2 separate regions of the Anser cygnoides genome follow, and region 2 is linked to region 1. The links are chromatin contacts, called in public Hi-C maps. All regions are on one chromosome and are shown on one strand. Each heading gives the region's core, a stretch centred on a gene start, on an enhancer-like site or on the middle of the called end of the contact. The rest is flanking DNA. Distances are from core to core; before and after follow the strand shown.

Region 1 (7,097 bases), core at 1,261-3,760:
ACAATCACACTGACTCCTTAATGGGTTCTAGCATGTCTCCTTCCTGCCAACTGTTCAGGCATGAGACAGTATCACAGCAGAATTAAAAGGCTATTTTGCTCTCATTCAGGGACGAATACATATTTTATGACTGCTGCTTTGAATCTTCGCTTCAAATGAGACTCATGCAAATTACAGTAAAAGGCAGGGGGAGTGCAGAAAAAAAGAAGAAAAAAATTGAAGTATACATTACTTTTTGGCCATTGAAATATTCACCTCCAAAAAGGATCAATTCGTCTTTCTCAGGGTGAGCAGACAGGGAGCCATTCAGCCTGCAAATAAAAGGGGGGTGACCAAAAGAGTAGATGTTAAGACTTGTAAAACTCAGAAACTTCCAGCCTTTAACTCAGCTAGCATTAGCACCCCAGCCCTCTAGACACAAAAGTCTCTCCATCAGCTGCCAAATTAGTAGGCTGTGATTTTCACCCCAGGGTGAAAAACTCCCCAAAGAAATTAACTTCTTAAAAACTTTCAGCAAGATTAATTTGACACCGTCTGAAACCTTCTCCTATTTTAGGCACACACGTTACACTGTCATTTAACATGACTTTTGACGTGAGCTCTTGAATTTTAATGTTGGTGTGTCAAGAACAAAAATTAGTTTTAGGAGGGCACATAACTATGGGTAGAACTGAGCTGTCTCATATCAACTTATCTGCATCGTTCTTCTGCAGTCACCACTGTTCACCACTCATCCCACCAAAGTACTATTCACCGTGTGGAGACTGACTTGTTCCTCCATGTCGGGAGGAAAAAGATATCACGCAGAGGGGTTTTTAACAAGCCACATCAAACAGACATACAGAACCTAGCACCATGCAGACCCCAGGCCTACAGATCAAGTGTCTCGTCCCTCACAGCACATCCTTGTGAATCCTTTCAGCTTCCTAGTCCAAATCCAAAGGTTCCTTTTAGCTCTTACTTTTGCAAAGCCCTTTAACTTAATAGTGCTTTGACTCCTTAGCTGTACTAGTGGGATGATTAAAAAGGGGGTTTTAAGACTAAAAAATATGTGTTTGGTCCCATTCTTAATCCAGGGATTCAATATACCATACATTTTATAACTCCAGGTATCAGCCAAGCCAGATATCACGCTCTCAGCAAGTAACTTTACATAAATAAATTTCATCAATAGGTGTATAAGTGATGGCCAAAGTCTCACACAATCTCTTACCTGGGCGAGGGCGGTGGGCAGGCTGTCTCAATTACTTGGGTCTTTTTAGCATCTAAACTCTGGAATTCTGCTATCAGGGCTTCAAGATCCTCCTGAAAATAAAAACACAGACATAAGTTCCTTGATATGCACAGAACCACCAGCACACCATACAAAACCAGCGTTCGCTCCCAGAATTTCCCCATTAAAAAAAAAAAAAAAAGTCTGCAGACGTTTAGACTTTAGACTTTTTAGACTTTTTTCAGACTTCAGTCTAAAGAAATGGATGCTGAGTACTTCCACATATGCTTTAAAGATTAGTCTCTCCTAAAACACTGACAAGTTGCTCAGAAGAGGCCTAACAGGATGGCATGCAAAGTGCATTTAGCATGCACCTGCTGCTCCTGCAGCAAAAACATCGCACAAATGGGCATGGAAATGGCTATTATTTAAACCCTGACAAAATTATAATGAAATATATGCTACAACCCAACTAGTCCTCTTCTTTGTCTGCAACGGAAAACTGCCCAAATGTCATGGGAAACTCTTGTCTACTGCCAGTTTATACTTTAGCTGGAGAGAAACCTACACGTATTTTCATCCCCTTCCAGGATTAAATTTAAATCTGCCTCCAAAGCGCAGGAACACCGAGCACCGAGGGCACAAGCAGGCCGGCAGCTAGGGGGAGTTTCTGATCCAAAGTCTCTCCGACAGCCCCATGCTCACCACCTCCACCAGCCAACCCTTCCCTGCCGGCAGCTGCATCCCAGCAAACTTCCAAAATCTGGGGATTTCCCCCCCGCAGCATGGCAGCAGCTCTCCCTGCAGCCCGCACAGGCACACGCCGGCACCTCCCCTGTCTGCAGCTGTGCATACCGCTGCATTCACGCAGGGAAAGGGAGCACAGAAACATTTTCCTTCGCTTTTAAGGCCTCAAGAAAAGGCTGGGGGAGATGGAAGGCAACTTAAATCACCATTTCTCCTTCTCGCACCCTCCTTTCCCCCGAGGTGCCCTCAACCACGCGCCCCTCCACCTCAGCTCTCCCTTCCAAGGGAGCAGCGCCCACAAAACTCCCCGAGACCCGCACCGCCGCCCCTCACCTCCTCCTTCCTGGCTCTGCGGGACACCTTCCTCTCCATCTTCGCCGCCGTCTTCTCAGCCCCCTTCCCCTTCTTCTCCCGTTTCCCCTTCTTCCCCATGGCGGCAGGCCGCGCTAGGCCGCGCCGGACGCACCGCGCTCGCCGCGCCGCCCTCGCCGCCCTGGGTGCACCGCGGGGCGGGCAGCGCCGCCGGCCTCGGCCCGGTGCTTCCAGGCCGCGGCCCGCCTCCTGCCCGAGCCGCGGGGGCCCTCTGCAGGCCCGGCTGGCTCAGCTCGGCTCGGCTCGGTTCCTAGTGGCCCCGCCGCCTTTCCTCAAGCAGCTCCGGGTTGGGGCTGAGGCAAAGCGGCGAGCTGGGGCTTCGCTGTCCCGGTTCTGTGAGCCGCGCTGCGCCGGGCAGAGGTTTTAACCCAGCTCTACACACAACCTATAGCCCACCCGCCGAGCCCGAGCCCCTTTTTGTGCTATCTTTTTGTATTCCTCTCCTGAGAAGAGGCAGTTGAACCCACAAAATGGCCCCCTCCCTCACACAAAATGGAAGCAGAGGGCCTGTGGGGGGCCCCAGGGCATGAGCCTGGGGGGATGCACTGGATAAAAATAAAAGCGAACTGTGGGATGAAAGTGTTGGGGATTTGGGGGCTGCACGAGTGTTTTCGTTTTCAGTAGCAGTTATGGAAAGAGAGTTTGTCGTGTTGGTGAGCCGAAGGAAACGGCGGGTGCTGCAAAATGATGCTGGGCAGCTGCTGGTTAGTGATCCCTTGATGATGGAGAAGAAGAACAATTCATATTTTTATGTGGTATTTCATGTAGATGCTGAGCTTGGGTAGAATTTCTGGGAAAACACCGACTTTGAACACGTAACCAGCACATACACTGTAAACATGACTGAAGTTCAAATACACCTTTGAGCTGCAAGTTTCCTTCATCCCACCGTGCTTTACAATTACTTTTGTTATTGTTTCTCACTTGCAGAGGAGTACAATTACATTTTTCGCTGAATTCCCACAAAAGCCTGAATTGCCTAGAGGCAGGGTGGTTTTCATTACTGTTCAACCCACTGCCTAACCAAAAAACATCATGGATATCCACTGAAAGTATGGCTCAGTGCTCACAGGTTAACCGAAACATAAAGTATGTGCCATGGAAATTGCAGTAAAATTCCTATGCTTTCAACATCTGCCTACACTTGAACCTCACATTTTGGAAACAACCCGAAGCGTGAAGGGAGAAGGGAAGAGCTGGGAAAATGTTTTGAGGTTGCGGACAATGTACATCTTCACCAGGATTTTGTTTGTCTGGTCATCCTGAAAACATTGCGGTTACAACTAAAGCTGCAGCCTGTCAAATGTTTATACCCAGGAAGTGAACAGAAAGCCACGGAGAGACCAGGTCAAGAGAATGGGGCAGTTTCTCAGCCAACAAGTTAGAAGCGCTCTGCTGAGTTCCCTGGCTCCATGCACAGTCTAGGAAGTCCCCCTGCTGCTTCTTGGTCTTTAACCTCAACAAGAAACCAGTGTGTGAAAACATGTCCCCTCTTGATGTCTACAGGAATTTGGTCGCTGGCTCCCCTTGGGGCCAAATCTTCAAACCCTTTTTTTGGGAGACTTTGAAATGGAAAAGGCTGCCTCTTCACCAGACGTGCTCCATAACTGAGCATGCAGAGATCCTCAGCTCTGTGGGCTCACGTTCCACTCTCAAAACTTTATTTTTCGTATTTGTGATTGTAGTGGCAGATGCTTGGGGTCATTTGGAGCTAGCCACCACACGGGGAAATACATTTGGCAGAACATTCTTGGTGTGAGTTCTCTGATCTCTTGAACTATACTGTCTGGTTTCTCATGGTTTGTGTGGAAGAAAAAAAAAAAAGAGGATGAAAGAACCAACAAAACTTTGCACTGCGCTGCGAAAATGTAAAGCACAATATAAGCATGAACCTCGGCGTGAACCTCTCAGGGATAAATATTCCCCAGATCCACCATGGTGTAGAATCCACCAGCTGTAGCAACGGGAGTAACAAGAGACGTGTCTTTCTCAAAGGGATTTGATGGACACTTGGCTATGTAGAGGGGATTAAAGACGGTGAGGTGAGAGTACGGATGCCCCAAGACTTGAACGTAAGTCTCCAGAACTGACTTAGGTGAGTTCTTGTCACAAGTTTCCCATCACCCTGAACAAACCACATTCCCACACGACATGCACGGATGTACGCCTACACGTTCACACAAACATCCTCACCCAGCTGGAGGACAGATGTGTGCTCCCAAACATGGCTGAGCCCGGGCGCACACACGCGTGCTGCCAAGCACAGATGTCCGCACACTCTAATTTCCGTCTCGGTTTTTGTTTCTGCTTTGTTTGGGGGTTTTGAACTGCGTGCTGATAAGGAACGTGGCATAAGCTTGACTTCGCCAGTGTTTGCACATTTCATTCTGTTGCTATGAAGTGTTCTGTACTGTTATATCTGGCAGCCCACATCCAGTTTTGACCTATACAAAGAACACGTGGGTTTACTTTTTTTTTTTTTAATAGTCTGGAATATGCTCATTCAACAGGATGGTAAATCCAGCTGTATCAGCAAAGTTAAGGATAACAGGCATGAAAGCTTCAGAAAAGACTCCAAAGCTTTTTCCCACAAGTCTTCTTTGTGCTCTAATACTTGATTTATTTTTCCCTTGTTAATGCTTTCTGAAGCCAGTAGCAAGGAAGGAATTAACGACACAGATTAAACGGGAGGACATGCTGACAGCACAGTAACTAAAGCAACCAAAAACGCATTGCAATTTTAGGAAGAGCCTGTGTTAAGAGTATCCTGACACCGACCTTATAGAAAGATGAGGGCAAAGATAAGCCCAGCGAACAGAGAGAACCGTGGGGCTGCGGACTGGGGACCACTTCAAGCATGCTGGCAGGATCCAGCACAATGCCATTTCGGTAGAGGCCCTGCAGAGCAAGAGGAGAGGGCTGCAAAGGAGCATGAAATCATGCCAGCGTCACACCTGGGAACACCGGTGTGCTGGAGAAGGTTTTGAGAAGTTGCTGTGAGGAAGGACAGCTGTATTCAGCAGACTGAGGGCTCTGAATGCTGCTTGTATTCCAGGGAATACCAGGATGCCCAGGAAAAAGTATATATTTTTTTTAATATGCTGCACTGTTGTGTGTTAACAGGTCAGAAAACAGGTCCCTTGGTCTTCTCCAGGCTTGAGCTGCAAATTTTCTGCTCTGCACATGTAAAATAGGAAGGAGGGAAAAAAAAAAAAATCACATAAAAAAATGTCTTCACAGATTCTGGTGAAAGCATTTCAAAGTCACTCATCACTAAAAGCAAATATGGCTGAGGGTCAAGGGCATGTGCCTGCTCAAGGCTCACCTTGAAGAAAATCCCTCCCTTTGGAAAATCTGAGTTTTATCCTGGCTGTGCTCACAGTCCAGCAGAGGCCCCTCGGCCCCTGCTGATGTGCGTTTCACCTGGGACTGGATTCAGACCAAGCAGGCAGCTGCTGCAAGTCCGCGACAGTGCTTTGCTCCATTCAGGCTTATTTATAACCAGAAGCTGATAATATCTCATTCAATTGGCTTCCCGTATTTTCTGTTTTGAAATTGGTGCTTTTATGTCTTGAAAACAGAGGAAGCAGAGGAAGGCAGAGCCTTCCCTGGAGGGGAGTACAAAGAGCAGCTTTATTCAGGTACGGATCCCAAGGGATATCAATCTAAAGCCATCAGCAAATTGTCACACTTGAAGCTACAATTTTCCAGTGAATCTGAATAGGCCCTTTCTCTCGCCATTCCAGTGGGACTTCATTGGCTTTCTGTGTCTTTGAAAAGAAGCCTGCAGAGAAAGAATTAAAAGGCAAGACAGAGCGGGAGAGTTGTTTAGAAATTCCCATTTTTGTTCATTAATTATGATGCAGCAATCTTGCACATTCTAGACGGGGATACTCAACCACTCTGGTGTTAGAGCACTAATCATTAGCACCAGTGCAGCAATAAAGAAGATTTAAACACCAAAATGAGCATCTAATACCTAAAACACAGTTTGGTTTTAGGATCAAAGTGAGCCCCTCCACACCTTATCTGCACACGTGAAGCTTGCCCAGCCCGGCTGTACTTGGCTCCTTTTTAACGAACGTACTCACAGTGAAAGCACCAGGATGAGAGGCATGGTAGATACTGGGCAGTAAGCATTAATATCTATTTCCTGCTGCATTTTTTCACTCTTCAGCGTCACACCATGCTCATTTGTGGGAGATGGCTCTGCATCTCAGAGCAAGGTCATTTTGCACGAGCACTGGTTCCAGCCTTGAAGGTGGATGGAACAGAGCAGCCTTCCCAGGGCAGCAAAACATTCAGCACAGCAGTAAGGCTGATCAGCATTTTAAGAGTGGCCGTGCACCGGGAGGATTAAAAACCTCCTGATTTGTGTAAAACAGCTGCAACTGCCTGCAAGGGTGAGGAGTGAATGCTGATTGCCTTGCAGTGCCAAGGGTTCCTGGCTGTGGGGCACGCACCTTTTCCTCTAGCGAGCAGCACAAGGCTGCTAAATTATTTCAGCTGTTCACCCTGAGCAGCTGCCATGTGCTAAGTGCCCTCTCAGGCCGTTTCCTGAGCATGGCTTTCACATTTTTCAACCGATAAGCACCATAATCCAGAAAGCGTTTTCAAAGAAAGGCTTTGCAAATTTAACTTAAACACACGTGGATGCGAACGTATGCATGTCAGCACAGGAGGACGGGACTTTTGGAGGGGCTAATGTTTTAATGCTAGTCAAATCAGCCTTTGCAAACTTCCACGTAGAGCGGCAGAATTCTTC
Region 2 (7,190 bases), core at 2,957-5,456, 130 kb before region 1:
ATGCCCTAGCAAAAGGAAGCAGTTCGCTATCTCTTCCTGGAGGCTCCCTGCGTTAAGTCATTGCATTCTTCCACGCAGAGGTATTTATTGGGTGGTGGGTGACTGAACCGAGCCAAAAGTCAGGGCTTCTTGGCACGAAGACGGTCGGATGCAAGCGGCTACCATTGCTAGCAAACTAGCAAGTCCCCCCAGCCGTAAGATCCCCAATTCAAAGGGTTTGGCGGGTACACGAGTCTTCAGCAGCTACATATGGGAAGAAGCTGGGTTTGTGTGTTTGAGAAGCAGGAAGCCATCTTCTCACATGACGCTAGTCTCAATGACAACTGAAAACATACACACAGTTTTTCCAGCCTCCAGAATGCAGCCAAAAAGACTGGTGAGAGGATTTCAAAATAGATTACATAATGGAGGAATTTCCTCTCTGCAGAGCTGTTACACAAAAGTAAGAAAAAAGAAAAGAAGAAAAGAAAACTTGAGCAGTTTCTGGTTTTACAAAGCCTTTTCTCCTCATTTTTTTGAGGTTTGCGCTGAATTAATACCTTTTTAAGATTCGTGAGAAGCTTCAGAAAATACAGGAGATACTTCTCTTTCCTTCTAGTTTTGTAAAAACCTGACATTTGTTACAACTGACGTTTTGCTAACTTGTTATAATTTTCAATACTTACGAAACAATAACGTGAGCTGTAAATCCAGGGAACAACAGCAATGCCAAGCACGGCTGAAAACTGCTCTATCTATTGACCTTCTAGTCCCAAGCTCCTCAACAAAACATTTAGCAGTTAGGTTTCTAACCAAGCAAACAGCAATTTATTAGCTCAGCTAAACTATGGACGGTTCTTTTAGTTACAAGCCGTCAAGTGAAATGTTGTCACCGATAGAAGTCATTTCTGGTATTTATAGAAGAATTTATAATAGGAAAAAATGTTCCACAAAATATGGATACGCAACTGGAGTCCAGACGACGATATCGTTCATAAGGATGTTAAAAAAAAAAATCAAAACCCCTTTCTAATATTGATGACATTTGGAGCAGTCACAGTCATTATCCCCGAATTGAGACAAGCAGAGGTTAATGCTGTCAACATCACAGGAAGATGCCAAATGGGCGCTCTGTCTTGGGTCTCAGTTTGAAAGAAACTTTTCTTTTTAGTGCAAGTTGTAGATAATTGAAATTCTACTGTCCTTTTTCTTTCAGGTTTTCCCTTTCTCACCAACTGTTTGGCTTTGATGCCTCATTAAGTAAGCCAAAGACATTTTCTGGGCTTTGCATTCTGAATTTTGGAATACGTTCTTCAGACTGGATGGGACAAAAGCATTTTGTCATTCTTTCTTGACAGCTCTCCGCTATTAACACAAGGTTTCACTGAATGAAATCATAGGCCCACAGAAACCGTGAGCAATGACTGAAGCCCCAAAAGCTGCGTCAAAAAGGGGGAAAGCCACTTCTCCTAGCAGCCTGTGGCTAACCACTCTCATTCCAGCAGAACTATTCTCATTTCCAGTCTGAATTTGTCTGGCTTCAATTTTCAGACAACGGTTCCTGTTATGCTTTTTTTTTCCTGCCATATTAACGACTCCTTTACCATAAAATATTTTCTTCCCTTTAAAAACACTCTTATATGATGCTCAAGTCATCTTTCAGAGGAATTCTTTAAGTCTCTCACTGCATGGCATTTTCCTCAAGCCTTGAATAATTTCCATAGCTATTTTCTGTACTCTACAACACCCCTTTTAAAACCAGCAACGTCTGAAACATATGCCACAGTCTCACACTCCCCTCGCTGCTGAACACAGAGATAAACGGTCATTCTGCCTCTTTTCCCATACACACAGAACCGCCCTGAGTACCTAATTTCTCTTGTTTGTCCAGATTAAGACTCAAATTCTTGTTAGCTTCTGCATTCCAGGACAGAGATACCATTTTCTGCAAGTGTGGCATGATTTTTTCCCATAAATATACATTTGCCACAACTGGCTGCGTTAGAGTGATTTATTTCTTTGCCTGTGTCCCACTTACCAGTCAATCTCTGCAACATCTACATATGTTAATCAACAGCAATTTATGACTACTTACAAATCACTGATTAAAAAAAAAAAAAAGACTAAGCACCTATCCTTGAGGACCAATTTCTGGGATCTAACAATGTCTGAGAATTTCTTTAACTCCTTTTTAAGTGTTATCCTCCCTTCTTTCAAAGGAAGAAAAAAAAAACAAAACAAAAAATCACCAGAACTTACCTCAAAGGAATATTCAACATTTCTCTCATTCTTCTTGTGTGCCAGTCCCTTTAGCTCCACTTTTTCAACGCTCACTATGAAAAAGCAAAGAGATAAGAAGAATGAGGAGGATGTTTTTAGCTGCATGCAGGTGTGATTATTCGTAGCTAGAGCCAGAACTCGCCCGCAGCGCGTTTGACGGCTGGCGGCAGTGCTTCAGGTGCACACTTGAGGGCAGATGGGGAAGGTGATACCCATTGGACCTGCTTTCCATTCTAGCTTTAGAAAGGCTTAATTTCAACCACCACCCAAACAATAGACCGAGTGCAAAGCTCTTCGTTTCCTCCTGGCCATATGACAGCACTCGCTGGCACGACAACAGACATGACAAAAGGGGATGGGTTTATCTGAGCAACATCACGTAGCAAAGAGCATCCTTCTAAGGGAAACCGTGTTTTCAGGGGCTGGTTTTACAAGGAGTTTAGTGCTTTTTTATTGCTCCGTTGACATCACGACTCCTCCTTGAGTGCAGGTTGACGGGAAACTTCAGCCTTAATTATTGCTATTTGTGTAAGTCGAAAGCAAAACCAGGATCTTACGGAGGGAAGGGCTGCACAGCCCAGACCCCGCTGCCTCCATCTCCACGTGTGTACAGCCTTTACAGACACAGCCCTAGGCATCAGATCGTTGAAATGCCACCTCCTTGCAGCCTCTCATTTCCCACACGCATCAAAGATCTCACTGTGCTAAGCATTATCCAGATTATTTTACTGCCTTTCTGTTTCTCTTGTAATTTCTCCTGTCTTGTGCCTGCACCCGTGGGGATACACAGATATTTTTTTTTTTCATAAAATCTCAATTGCATTGGCTTAACAATTCAAAAGCAATTATATGAAACCAGTCACGGGAACGTTAGCTGCCAACAACAGGTGCCGGGAGGGACGCACGCTGTGCGCATTGCATTTCCACACAGCAGTTCAAACGAGCAAAATCCACAGCCTGACATTTTCTTTCTGGGGAACTACAATCGACAACGTTTTTACTTGTTTTCAAGACTATTTATGCATTATGTCACCTGTATGACTCAGAGGTACGTTTATCGCATATATCTTTCTCTTCCCTGATAACATGAGCAGCCTATTCCCAAGGCCAAGGCGCTCCATCTCCAACCTGGGGCTCAATTTTCCTCCCCATGAAATAATCACGAGGCTTTACCTTGTCCATTGAAACCTTTTTGTTGTGTCCCGTCATTTAAAAAATGTTACCACCTAGCCCTTGGCTGTTTAACCGACCTCCTCTTAGAGTTTTATTTATTTGCAGTCAAAATTTTTAGAAGTGCAAAATTTTAAATAGATGTGCAGATGTTTATGTGGGTATTTGATACCAAATTTAGCACTCCCTTTATGATCCTCAGCCATTCCTTCTTCATGTAATTCCCAATTACAGTAACACAAATCCCTATGCTTGTGAATAACGTCAATTTACTACTTACTACTTTCTCTTCTACCTTATCCTTTTGTCGCGATTTGCTCCCCTTAAAGCTTTCAGTGGATTCCTCTCGCATTTCTGAGCTGCCTTCACAGTACTACCGCGCTGCTACGCTGCACGCTCAGCACCACGGGAACACGTCTGCTGCGTGCCAGATATTGATGAGCTACCTGGACAGCACGGAGATTTAAGCACGCACACAGTTCAAAGGTTTTCCTGCAATTTTAAGAAAAATCTCCCTCAACATACTGATTTAAGAGAATTCAGGACACCTGTAATTGTGATGACAGTTAAAATACAGCAAATATTGATCGGCATATTTATTTCGGGATTATAATTAGAGAGAAATTGTAGGGCGGATGTTGTGTGGGGTATCACCGTGCTGCTGCTGAAACAGCTGAAGGACGAGCGAGGAACTGAATGGTCAAAAGACTAGCATCAACCGCAGCAACGTATGCTTTGGAGTAGGACAAAGAAAGCCAGGAAGGTGGCAAGTGTTACTCAGCATTTGCCAGTTACAGTAAATCCAGTGTCGCTTTATTGAAATTTTATTATTATTTGTATTTCCTACAGTTTCTAAACATCATCTCTTTTATCTATTCATGACTCCTCTACAGTAATTCAAGCAACGCAGGATTACCTACCAACACAAAATGGAGCTATTTCTGGCTTACTCTGTGGGTTAATAACAAACTTTAACTCAACTCGTAGATTTTATTGTGCTGACAGTTACGTGACCTCTTCATGCTAAAGTTCTGCCCGAGCTTACCCAGTTAACACAATCTGCTGTGGCGAGTTTATCCTCTGGAAATGATTGCAATTAGCAAGGTGAAGCATTAGGTACACGTTTCTGCAGTGACCCCGCACTGAATCTCGTAAGACGAGGTCTGTTCCAGAGCATGAAATGTAGTTCATCGTGCAGCTGCAACGTGCTGATAGGTTGTCCAGACTGTTTCCAATGATCTGCAAAAATGCCCCAACTAGCTAACGATATGAAATGTATAATTAGTCTTATAATCAAGTTTTTGCTTACTTTGTTATCCGATGTTTTTGTTATGTGGGCTCTTGAATTTTTTTTTTTTGTATTATTTAACTGGTGGTTGATTTTATTAAATAGCCTTCCTAAACTTACCGTGCAGCTTAACTTTATTCAGAACGATCAATCACACAAAACTCAGGAAGAAAAAGCTGCCATCTACCCAGCAGGAGCGAGTGGATTTTAAATTCGCTGTCTAACAAATTGTCTAAAAATGGAAAAAAGGAAACATTTTTACCGTATTCATTTCAAAACCATGGGAAACTGTGCAAAGAGCTGACTCTACCCAATGTCACTATAAACGACTCCACGACCAGAAAAACTGTAGAGACTTCAGGACCCACAAGACTGGTGTATTTTCAGGATGCTGAATTCAGCGAGGCTCAAGCTTCCCCATCTGAGGTATAAAAAAACAGTCGATGTTTCTATTTCAGGAGACAGCCAGGGCAAGCACTTTTGCACCACCTTAAATCTAAGCTTCTGGTCTGGATCTAACCACCGGGAACTCATTCACGAGTAGCACAGGTTCACCCCCACATCAGGCATTGTGCATGGGGCAGGAACCACCAGGGCAGCTTGGAAGGGTGCGTATCGTCATGCTAGGGGATCGGTGGGAGGCATACCTTCCTTTCTGTCTGCTCCTTTCTTCCAGCGCTTCCCTGTAAAATGAGCCAACAGAAGGACTTGTGTGCGTGGGGACGCATCTCACCCACTGCTAGGCTTTCTGACCTGCTCCAGGAAGGGGGCACTGAAGACTTTGTGATGGAGCTATACCCACAGTTATCTGGGGAACTACAACAGGCAGGTAAAACGGATTTGGACGAGGTGACAAATGAAACACAAAAGGGATTAAAAAAAAAAAGACAAAGGAGGTTTGCAGGTGCGTGCAGAAGGGGCTCCCATCGAGGCTGTGGCTACGTACAACTTCTCTGGTCTCATTCAGAAGAGCACAGAGTACGGGGACATACCACACAACCCTTCCCACGTATTCACAGTTACTAGAAATCTAATTTTGAAATACACGAGCCCTTTGTCTTCTGTTGAACTCTGCTTTGAAAGGGCAGCCGACAGAATGAAACATCTTCATTCTCTAGCAGAGATTTTCTGCAATCACATTTCCTGGGGCGTTCGGGGGGAGATTGTTTTACTTTGCTACTTTCCTTTAAACACAAATGAGAAATGTTCTTCGTGTAGCTATCAACTGCACACAGAATTGCATCAGTTATTGAAGCTTGCATTCGAAATGCTATTGCCGAGGCCAAAGCAAATACCGCTCTGCGATTAAGTCCACATCCTTTACGTTTTGTTATGATGCAGTAGGAGTCGTGTCACACAGCCATGTCCTGCCAGCATAGCTGTTAACACAGGCAGGGAGATAAGACAGGAGCTTCCCAAGTCACAAGGGCTTGCACGGTGGTCACAAATCTGGAAGCTCAGGACCTGAGGAGACGCTGCATCGCCATCCTCCAGTTGCTACCCCACCGCAGCCTGCAAGACACGAGTTCTCTCTGCCACCACCTCCCAGCCACGTCTCGAGGAGCTTTCCAGAATCGTGACCACACCGTTGCTTGTTGAGGTATGATACCGATTGTCAGTGCAACCAGAACAAGCAGCAGCACACCGTAATTTGGATTACTTGGTTCCCAAGGAGGTGAAAACAAATGTCAACATCTCAACCTCCGCTCCCCAGCTCATTCAGAGAGTTTGAGACTGGAGAACTGGGGTATATAGCCCACCATTTCTCAGGCTCTTACTCTAAGTGTGTACCCATATACAAAGTTGGAATATGCAAATACACAACAAAATGGAGGTAAGCTAAAAGCCAGTTTATAAAAGCTCAGCTTGGACCTTAATGGCAGCTCCTCCACGGCATGGGCATGATTTCCAAGTCTTCTTTCCACCTTTCCAAATGGTGCTTTTCCCTTGTTCCACACGTTCCAGGTAAAACAGATCCAAGACATCTGAAGACATTTTATTTAACTCTGTTTTCCTGTTCTAGCCTGAGACTTTTACCCATTTGGCTGCTGGTTAGCGCATTGTCATCTGATCAGCTGAACGTTCCTCGGGTTCAGGACTCCAGTCCCTGCCGGCCTCTCCCTCTGCGAGGGCGATCTCGGCCCTTCTCCTCCCCAGGCAGCAGCTACACCAAGGGGAAAGGGATTCAGGCGCTGCAGGATTAGTCGGGCACTCCTAGCAGGTCAAGGACAGCATGAAGCAAGCAGTGGATGTGGACAAGAGCTGAGAAGATGTCATCATTGAAGTCACCTTGGCAGTCCGTTGTAGGGGTGGTGTTATCTGTACCACCCTTTTTCAACTGGAGAATGCCACTTAGCGGGTAAAAGGACTAGAGAGATTCTCTCAATCCACACTAAGAATGTGTGTTCCACCCCAAAAAGGAGATAAATTCAAGAGAATCAATTCAAGAGGGTGTTGGTTTAAAGCTGACTCA

The links. A called contact is a pair of places that touch in the nucleus more often than the background predicts.
Region 2: a Hi-C map of liver shows a contact between it and region 1, with 1.8 times the contacts expected there. The contact joins the enhancer-like site here to the promoter of KLHDC4 in region 1. A contact is called at or near these places in 4 of 7 Hi-C or Micro-C datasets (granulosa cells and liver).

What each region holds. Positions count from the first base shown.
Region 1 is chr12:2,438,597-2,445,693 of Taihu_goose_T2T_genome, reverse strand. KLHDC4 (kelch domain containing 4) reads right to left here and starts at 2,510. Exons shown (of 12, transcript XM_013197594.3): 1 at 2,294-2,510; 2 at 1,214-1,305; 3 at 233-311. The coding sequence starts at 2,392. It overlaps LOC106046485 (a long non-coding RNA gene), which reads right to left. Exons shown (of 3, transcript XR_001213255.3): 1 at 6,424-7,097; 2 at 5,658-6,116; 3 at 5,184-5,509.
Region 2 is chr12:2,574,462-2,581,651 of Taihu_goose_T2T_genome, reverse strand. ZCCHC14 (zinc finger CCHC-type containing 14) reads right to left here. Exons shown (of 13, transcript XM_013197586.3): 3 at 2,239-2,312. Among named protein-coding and RNA genes, the nearest start is that of MAP1LC3B, 29 kb to the left of the region's middle. Within about 2 kb of position 4,206, at least 1 of the 3 cell types and tissues checked has open chromatin away from gene starts, as enhancers often do. A contact at or near this core is called in liver, where this site is marked.